2 separate regions of the Mus musculus genome follow, and region 1 is linked to region 2. The links are chromatin contacts, called in public Hi-C maps. All regions are on one chromosome and are shown on one strand. Each heading gives the region's core, a stretch centred on a gene start, on an enhancer-like site or on the middle of the called end of the contact. The rest is flanking DNA. Distances are from core to core; before and after follow the strand shown.

Region 1 (5,052 bases), core at 346-2,845, 220 kb after region 2:
TTAGATGAATTAATGATTTTATAGAATTTCTGATTTGATTCAAATAATCTTAGAAAGAAAGTTTTAAGAGGTGGCTTTAATTGTTTTGCTAGTAAGATATAATAAAGTTAGAATCAAAAATAGGATGTGCCCCTCCTCATAGCAGTAAGTAAAGGCTACATAATAAGGAATGCAATGAACTTCCATAGTTACACTAAAAAGAGCAATAGGCTTGGGACAAATTTGTGTTCGAGGAAAAGCATTCAGGTCCAAGAATGAAGGCACAGGTGTGCACTATGGTAAGGCAAGGCCATTAAGAAACTGTTGCTTTGGATTTACAATGAGCATATATTATGAAACACTGCTTTGAACTTGATATCAACATCCTTCTGTAACGCCTACTTTGTGTAACATTTCATCTATGAAGTAGTTCTTTAAAGAACTTTTGTTTAAGAAGGTATAAAAAAGGCTGCAGAAAAGCAATAAAGATGATGTGGTGGTTTGGGGGACTCTGCCCCAACCGTCCGTCCATCCATCCATCCAAATGTATATGTCTGTTTATATGTACACACGTAGGTATATGTGCATGTATGTAAGCATGCACGAATACTTGTGGACTTGTATTGAGACAGACAGTCAGGCCGCTCCAGAGTGTGAGCATATGATTGTACATGTGTCTGTGAATATTTGCCTATGCAAAGAATCTTAATTCTTGTTTTGTTTTGTTTTTTTGAGACTGGGTTTCTCTGTGCAGTCCTGGCTGTCCTGGAACTCACTCTGTAGACCAGGCTGGCCTCGAACTCAGAAATCCGCCTGCCTCTGCCTGGGATTAAAGGCGTGTGCACCACTGCCCAGCAAGAATCTTAATTCCTTTCTTTTCCTTCCTCTCTGGTTCACAAAAATTTAATCTGCCTGGCCAGAGAAGGGAGCAATAATCTTTTACTTAATTCCCCACTGCTAAACAGCATATGTTAATCGCCAGATATTCACGTTTATTTAAGCACAAGTAATGAGGAGTTAAGTTTTTAGCACAAAGTAGTAAAGAGTTAAAAGGCAGGAGATCAATCTTTTGACCTGCATCTGACTTCTGGCTCTGATCCCACCTCAACCCATTCCTGGCAAGGCAGGCTCCCAGCAGACAGCCCAATGGCAGTGAAGTCCCTTATAGACATCACGGACTGCTACCCCAAATGAGTGATCATCAGGGCAGACACCAGGAGCTGTGTGTGCCCTCTTCAGCAGACAGCTATAGGGACAGACCGTGTCTGCAGGGCCACTGGAGTGTGAACTTCAAGGCAGGGTGAATGTCCACAAAGGAGCAGTAAGCAAAGAGGATTACACTTCAGTTCTCAGCCAGGAGTCTTGGAGAGTGTTCCCCAAACCACAATTCCCCAAACCTCAATTATAGCCCTGTGGCCACAGCAGACTCAGAAGCCAGGAACACCACCATCTGGTTCTGGTCAGCGTCAGTCAGAGCTGCAGGCGCTGCCCACTCACCTCAGAGACCGGATGCACTGCTGGCAGAAGCGGTGCCCGCAGCCGGTCTGGTGGGGGTTGTGAAGCACGGAGTGGCAGAAGGCACATTTGTAGCGTTCTTCCAGCTGCTCCACAAACTGGTACTCGGTGTCGGGCTCAAAGTCCAAGGAAATTGAGTTGCCAGAGTTCTGGCGGATGAAGGCGCAGGGGACAGCCGCTTGCTCCTCCGAATGAGCCATTCTGGGGAGTCAGATGGGACACTTCAGTGTAAAATAACCACCCAGACAACAGCAGCCACCATACATGGGTCATAATTTGTAATCAGTACAACCATTATGTCAGAACTTTAACAACTTCCTGCCACAGGGGGCTGCCTGCCAGGGTGCAGATGGTTTCTAGCAAGACTGTGTGATGGCCCCTCCTCTGCATTTAGAATCACCTTGAAGATGTCTCCAAGGGGAGTAGCTGAGAGGGAAGGATCCATCCTTACTGTGGGCTGCAGCACCATCTGTGGCCGAATAAAAAAGGACAAAGCCAGCTGAGTGTGGACTTCCCCTTTCTTTGCTTCCAAATCCATGGAGGGAGATGTGAACAAGCAGCTGTAGGCTCCCACCATCTTAGCCACGCCTATCCACTGCTCTGCCTTGCTGGCCACTACGTGCTGTATTCCCTCAAACTACAGGCCAAATGACAGTATTCTCCCTGGAGTTGTTTCTTATCAGGTGTTGGGGCAAAGCAATGAGGAACATTACAAATACACTTTACCAGAACAGACTTTGTCTATTGGCTTTTCACAGGACCCCAAACAGTCCAGTCAGTTAACTGCACTATAGGCAAGCATTTAGATTGTGTTTCCAGGACTGAGAGAATCTGAGACCTCTCAGGAGAGTCTTACACGGTGCATTTCCTGCTGCCCATCTCAATCTCTCCCTCTCCACCTCTCTACCCACCTCCGCAGATATTAAATGTTAATATCTCCACGGAGTCCTCTGCTGAGAAACTCCTCTCCAAGGTGCTGGTGTCTGGAGGTGAGGCATTTGAGGGGATGAAGTCCCTGTCTGTGAGATTAGTGCCCTCATAGAGAGCGTCCAAAATCCCCCTCTCCTGTTTTCTTCCTGCAACAATGCAAGGAGAGCCTCACTGGAGTCTGACCATGCTGTAAGTGCTGGCACCCTATCTCGATGCCCAGTCCTCAAACCACTGGCAAGCAGATGTTGCTCAAGAGGTACCTGGCCCACCACATCTAGCACAGTACCGAGTCACATCATGTCCCACCTGAGCTAAGTAAGTAAGGTCCCATTAGCTGCTTTCTCCTCCAATCCATTCTCCAAGCTGTCCACCAGGCTGGTATTCCCAGTGATACTGTGATCCGGTTACATCCCCGTAGCTTCTCTGAGCTCTGAGAAAAAAGTCTACAATGCTAAATAGGCTACGGGACAACACGCTCCTACCTCTTAGAAACCCAGGAACCTCTTGCCTTTATCTACACTCCAGCCACGCGGAATTCTTCTTGTTTTTCATGTACTCGTGCCTGCCTCCACCACAAGGACCAGGCAAAGCTGTTGTCTCTGCCTGGGCTGTGCCCTGATGTGGAATATTGCTCTCTAGGAACCACACAACTATTGCTGACTCACATCAAAGCAACTATCATAAGCTACAAGAGACCCTCACAGATTGGGGTCATTCACGTTCCCTTCACAAGGTACGTGAAGGGCTCCTGAGGGCGCAGGAGGTGGAGCCTCAGCTCTTTCCTGATTCGGTGTAACTGCTGAAGGGTTGCTAGAGTGCAAGAGACTCTGGTGACGTAGATGCTCACAAGGTGTCCACACTCCTGAGGTGACACCTACACCCTTGTAAGTAACCCCAGTTAAACTTTTCGTCTGTCCTTGGTCCTATATGGGATCACATATCCCTCCCAGGCTTCCTACTTAGTGAGCTCACACTCAGGCTTTCCTTGGCGTCTTCAGCAAAGCATTCCCGTTTCCTCCTAGTCTTACGGGCAGAAGGCAGACTGAACCCCCTTCAAGCATAGCCAGTCTTTAGACAGTGGTTTTGAATGTGGGTGGGTAAGAGAAAAGGGTATCGCTATAATCCTTTTCAATTTTTAAATGAGTGCATTACCAAATAAAAAATAACCACATAAAACCTGAACATGGACCAAGTCCAGTCACTGGGCTCCTTTCCAGGGAAATCCCTGGCCTGAGATTAAATGCACATCTGTATGATTACATAACTTTCTGAGTCTATGTCCCTCAGGCACAGGGTTCACATCTGGTCTTGCTCATCTCCACACCCCACCCCTTGTACAGCACCTGGTATGGGGGCTAGGTCAGTGTTTGCTAAGATGGTGGTTTTTGAATGGATGCAGCTGTGTTAGTGGTGGCTTTTAATACACCTTTGTGTGTGTGTGTGTGTACTCTTTTGAAGATGTGGTGAAAACTGTCCATCCATCCCACGAACCATGCACACACATCCAGGGCCTTCTGAGTGTGCCTGGCTCCCAGGTAGGCAGTGGTTTCCCCAGCATGAGTGTAGAGACTCAGGCCATGCTGTGACAGTGGTTTTCAGAGGCTAGCAAATGGTTAAAGATGGGAGCCTCCTGGGTGGTCCCTGGGGGCATCATCCTCCACGTGGCAGGGTCAGGAAGGCTTGTCCCACAGACTCTGGTGGATCACCCAGATCCACCATAGCAGCTGTGTGGCCTGACAAAGCAGGGTAAGAGGTGAGTAGCCTCTGCTGGGGTCATCTGCAGGTCTATCTTTCCTGCATGCTCTTCCCACTGCACTCCTGACTCAGACTTTCTGTGACCCTAACATTGTCCTAAAATAAAATCTGGTTTTAGTAAAAGGAGGATGCCTAAGACTTCCTGCCTGCTTTGTTCTCTCTCTCTCTCTCTCTCTCTCTCTCTCTCTCTCTCAACTTCTATATTTGAGATTAAAATAGAGTAACTTAAATATATTTCATTAATTCATTTTAACATAAGCAAGCTATATGTTAACATAAGCAATATTTTTATGAAAAAATGAAACCAATGAAGAGTCACACTGTTTCACATTTTTGTCCGACTCCTTCATATCGAGCTCATCAGGCCACAACTGAGTCCTCACCTGGACAGCATCCCACCTTAGGGAGCCTTCTATGAAACAACCCTGTGTATTTGTGAAGGGGGAGCAGAAGTGGCCAATGGTGTTGTGGTTTATTATGGGTTTGCATGTGTAAATCCCTTAAACAGGAGTCAGGTAGCTTCAGGCAGAACCACACTAGTATTCTTCCACTGTGGTGGAAGCCAACTGCAGAAGCCACCATACTCTAGGTGGAGACGGAGGGCCATAGCTGGTTCTTTTTTTTTTTTTTTTTTTTCTGTCTTACAAACTTTATTAGTGCTGGGAAAACGGGGACAAGAAGCTCTTGTCTCTTCAGTCCACTACTGTTTGCCATTGCCATTGATGGGACGGTTCACATGTTCCGGGGAGGACAGAAAGGCCTTGATCTTGGGCCGGGCACTGAGGCGAGCCACATAGGCAGAGAGCAGGGGGAAGTTGTCCAGGCAGCCAGGGGCCAGGACTTGGTGGATCAGCAGCAGGTCCAGCAAGTTGT
Region 2 (4,975 bases), core at 2,200-4,699:
GGCTACATAGTGAGACTGTCTCAGAAAACCAATCAACCAGCCAACTAACAAACATGTCTCCTTTGTCTCCCAGAGAGTTCATTTCTGTTTCCATGTCATATATGTGATTTATACATCTATCTAAAATCTAGGAACCATGTAGAAAAGAAAACATAACTTAATTCATTTAATATGATGGTTTCCAGTTGAATAAATCTTCTTGCAAATAACATAACTTCATTCTTCCTTAGGGCTGAGAAAAAAATCCCATTGTGTAGATACCACATTTCCCTTATGAATCTTTCTGTCACTGAACACCCAGGCTGGCTCCATATCTCTGTCAAGTGTAGGTTCTATCATCTCCTAACGCTGCTACAACCTGGGGCCAATCTTCAGCAGAATTGCACCAGCAGTCATAAAAGAAATAGACATGCAGCTTAGGATAACCTTGAACCTTTGACCCTCTTGTCTCTGCATCTACTATGCTGGGATTAGTTACCTAACCAATCCGGGTTCTTTGGCTGAGTTCAGTGACACAAAGCCCTTCGTGATGTCAGATGGCTGCAGACTTCCCAAACTGAACTTCCACCAACCAAGCCCTGACAAACTCCACCTCGTTTCCCATCTCTGTGAACTGGACTTTGGAGCAGTCACAGCAGTGGATTCCGACTGTGTTTGTTCACACAGCGTAAGGTCCTTAGTACTCAGCATGTATTAAATTTCCCTTCCTCATGAGGGGCAATAATATTCAGGCAATCAAGACAGCTCAGCAGGTAAAGGCACAGGCTTCCAAGATCAATGACCTGAGTTCAATCTCTGAACCCACACGGTAGAAGATATTTGCTTTCTACATGTGATTCTTTGACTTCCACAGTTGTGCTGTGGCAGGCTTGAGTGCATACACACATCCTCACGAACTGTATATGCCCACATACACATACACGTACACATATAAAGACATAAATACCACATATGCAAATACACACATGCACCCATATACACACATGCCACATAGTCAAACATACATGCACACACACTTACATTTACATATATACACACACATACCACATATGAGTACACACTCTTACACTCACACACACACACACACACACACTCACACATACTTATGCACAATCACAGACATATACACTCACACACTCACATACACATTCCACATACACTCACATATGTATACATACACATACTCACACAGACACACATACCAAATATGTGTGTGCACACACACATGTATACATACACATACTCACACACACATACATTCACACACACACACACATGTACACACAGATATATGGGAAACAAAAAGAGCAAAGGCTATCCCATTATATGTACTATGGAAGTTATGAGAAGCAAAATGAAGTTGCTAATATCAAATTCTTACAAAAATGCACACATGAAAGTATAAAGCCAGGAGACATGAAGAAGTGAGCCTCCTGAACTCATGCTTGGTGAGATGAACTATCAGTGAAGACAGTTGGTCAGCACTGCAACATGACAGAGGCGCCTACTGTGAGGACGTCTGTCCAACCACTGTCCACAGTGGTCTGCTGCCATCTTTGCCACAAGTCCTTGGATACCTTGGTATTCATCTTTGAAGCTAAGAATTATTGCTTCAAAGTAACTTTCATAACTTCAGATTGCTCTTACCTCTAACCTCGTCCCCCTGAAGACACAGTGGGTTATGTCTGTGAGCTCCACATAGCCATGTTCATGTTTATCCACACGTAAGCCCCATTATTCTCTCTCTGTTATGCTAAGATTGATTGATCCTGGCTGGGCCAAGTAGAGGTAGGGGGATTATGAGTGCCAGGCCAGCGTCGGCTACATAGTGAGGTCTTGTCTCAAAATATATAAAACAAACAAACAAACAAACAAACAAACAAAAGCTGGCCCTGGTGGCTTTTAATTCCACTCCAGAGATAGAAGTAGGAAGATCAGGCATTCAGAGATATTGAAGTAGAAACTTATGTGTTCTTTGGAAAGTCAGTTGTGTTGGGTGGTGTTTTGCTGGGGCAAACATGTGAAGGGGCGTTTTGTTAAAGTGGACATCGGTGAAAGGCACACTTGTAAAAGAACATTTTACTGAAGCAGACACAGGAGAAAGGATGTTGTGCTAAAGCAAGCATGTGAACAGACACCTGATGGGGGAGTCTTTACTAACGATTGCCTGTATTGGTCTGACTTTACATTGCATAGTTGATCTCCATTTGTTGGGATTTCACTGAGAGAAATGTGCCAAAAAACAGTGGTGTACTGCCATTTCCTAGGGCTCAGGCTGATTGGCAGAGTGATGTCAGCTGAGACAGACGCACGTGCCAACGACACCTGTGGATGACATGTGATGTTTGGAGGGTATAAACAGGACTTGACGGACTGTGATGGAGGCTGAGCTTGGCTTGCTTATAGAGCTAACTGTGCAATGCTTGTGGGTCTCATGTCTTCGCTGATCTTCACTTTGCTTTGCTGAGGCACAGCCAAGAACCTCTCCTGGCATCCTCCAGGTCTCACCTGCTGACTTGTGCCTAGGCTGTGGTCTGGCTGTCTCTGTTAGGTCATGCCACTGCGGCTGCTAACCTGACTCTACCAAACTGGACTGCTGGTGTATCTGTGAAGTGTTCACAAATGGACTGAGCTGCTGTTGCTAGCCTGTGAACTGAACTGCTGATTTCTAGACAACACAGATGGGAATTGCTCTAAAGAACCATTTCTAAATAGGTCCGCTTCCACTGTATCCTTTCTTTCCACTCCCTCTGGTGGGTGGTGGGTTACAAGGGAGATTAAAGCATTTAAGAACCATCATTAAATGTAGACTTTGAAAAAAATTAAAAGTTACAAGCTATTCTTGGCTACATAGTGACTCAGGTCAGCCTGAGGTCCATGAGACTGTCTCTGAATAAAAACTATGTATTATATGACACATATCATATATTATATATAGGTATATACTGATCCTAGTTGAGGATATGGGTCAGTGCCTAAATGCACGGGGTCTTTGGTTTGGTCTTTAACAGCTACCCTTTAGCTCATGGATGGAAGATGAGTTTCTACAACCCTTTGGCTTTTCATTGTGTCTTCCTCTGCTCCTGAGGAGCGAGGCTGCCTATAAAGGTAAGCCAGGGTATGAAGGGGACAGCTGAATGGATTGCCAGAACGAAGCTGAGCCATGGCCTGAGCTGACCCTGAAGGGTCAGTGCACTTCCTTCAGCTGGCAAGTCTGTGAAATGGGGTTATTCGTTGTCAAATAAGAGTTTTAGCTTTGTGGAACTGTGAGCTTGCTATTGGACACTGTCTGGTTTTGGAACTGCTAGGAAAACAAAACTGAGAAGAACCACATGAGGAGAAGACAGAAGAAGGAAGTAAAACATGCGTTGAACCAGATTTAAGTAAGTGTGCAAACGTGAGTGGCTTCTGACCAGCGCAAGTGACTACCACAGTGATCTGTGAGGAAAGAGCAGGAGGCTGGGTCACATGACAAAGTCTCCTTTCTCACACAGCACCAATGCTGACCTTCAAGGGCTGACTGAAAGGAAAAAATCGGGTTTTCTGTTACATTTGTTGTGTAAGTTCTGTGTGGATATTTAGAGAAAAAAAAAACCCAAATTATGACATTGTAAAGATGGTGCAGTGGTTAAGAGCACTGGCTGCTCTGCCAGAGGTCCTGAGTTCAATTCCCAGCACCCAGGACCTGAGTTTGATCTATGTAAATAGCATGGTTGGGTGTGCTTATAATTCCAGAGCTGGAGAGGCAGAGGGGGGCAGACTCCTGGGGTTCTGAGGAATGGCACCCGAGGCTAACCTTTCTCCTCTATGTACACACACACACAGAGAAACAGAGAGAGAGGACAGTCAGAGACAGAGGAGGAGAGCCGGGGGGGGGGGGGGGGGGGAGAAGGAAGGGAAAGAGAAAAAAGTCACAAACTGAATTGTAGCCCTGGGATATTTCCCAGCTGAGTCACCTGGGAAAATCTAATGGTCCCTAGGCCTCTGTTTCTTCATCTGTGGAACGGGTTGAAGCAAATATTGTCAGAATGGAATCACTGAAAAAAAGAAAGTGGAGTCTTGCGGTCTTGAGGAAGGACTGCTCAGCGTGACTGCTTCTGTCTCAGGCCAACTGTGAACTTGCACAGAACCTACTGCACCTCATGCAGGCCCTGCCAGGATGCTCACTCAGCAAGACTGTCCAACCTCTGACTGACGTCACTCCTGTTATCCATCATTGTGGCTGACACTTATTGCTGCTTCAAAATACCTGATGCAGCCGGGTGTGGTGGCACACACCTTTAATCCCAGCACTCGGGAGGCAGAGGCAGGCGGATTTTTGAGTTTGAGGCCAGCCTGGTCTACAAAGTGAGTTCCAGGACAGCCAGGGCTACACAGAGAAACCCTGTCTCGGGGAAAAAAAAATACCTGAGGCAATCTTCCTCGATTTTATCTTTAAAAGCTCTCCCATAAGCATGAAGATGGCTCTGTGAGTAAGTGTGTGTGCCACCAACCCTGACCTCAGTCTGTCGTCCCTGCAACCCACACAGGGTGGGGGTGGGGGACAGAGAGGGCAGGGAAGAGACAATATTAAGTTAATACTCAGTAGCTGCCGACTATATGTGAGTCACCATGAGCTACTTTATGGGCAAGGCAGTGTTCCACATCCACAGACGTCAGGAACTCCATATGGTGGAGACCATGCTGCTTACGGCAGGTCACACCAGGAAGTAGCAGAGCTGAGACTCCAACTCTGACTGGTTGAGTTCTGTGAGTCCTGAACCAAGCCCTACTTTCCCCTAGAAACTTCCCCAGTGGAGGCGAGGAGAGAGCCTGGGGCAGAGTCGATAGCCTGGGGGTGGGAGAGCTTGGGTTAGTCTGCAGGCTGCCAGTGCTGGGTCTTCAGACAGACAGCTGGAGGCCTTAGCTATATGAGCCGAAAGGCTGGGTCTGCTGGAGCTGAGGCAGCTGCAAGCCAGCAGGACCAGGTTGGCCT

What was found. Hi-C and Micro-C count contacts between places; a contact is called where the count stands out from the background.
Region 1: a contact with region 2 is called in a Hi-C map of bone marrow-derived macrophages, with 23 read pairs. The contact joins two enhancer-like sites. A contact is called at or near these places in 1 of 15 datasets of contacts at CTCF or cohesin (the NIH/3T3 cell line), 5 of 484 Hi-C or Micro-C datasets (the N1E-115 cell line, bone marrow-derived macrophages, embryonic stem cells and 1 more), 8 of 115 datasets of contacts at active chromatin or transcription factors (the HPC-7 cell line, T-cell acute lymphoblastic leukemia, bone marrow-derived macrophages and 4 more) and 3 of 9 other capture datasets (adipose tissue, embryonic stem cells and liver).

Annotation. Positions count from the first base shown.
Region 1 is chr1:192,068,941-192,073,992 of GRCm38.p6, forward strand. Traf5 (TNF receptor-associated factor 5) reads right to left here. Exons shown (of 14, transcript NM_011633.2): 2 at 1,477-1,695. The coding sequence starts at 1,694. It also overlaps the pseudogene Gstp-ps. Among named protein-coding and RNA genes, the nearest start is that of Traf5, 21 kb to the right of the region's middle. Within about 2 kb of position 1,596, at least 140 of the 459 cell types and tissues checked have an H3K27ac peak or open chromatin away from gene starts, as enhancers often do. A contact at or near this core is called in bone marrow-derived macrophages, where this site is marked.
Region 2 is chr1:191,846,267-191,851,241 of GRCm38.p6, forward strand. No RefSeq gene overlaps it. Among named protein-coding and RNA genes, the nearest start is that of Nek2, 27 kb to the left of the region's middle. Within about 2 kb of position 3,450, at least 17 of the 459 cell types and tissues checked have an H3K27ac peak or open chromatin away from gene starts, as enhancers often do. A contact at or near this core is called in bone marrow-derived macrophages, where this site is marked.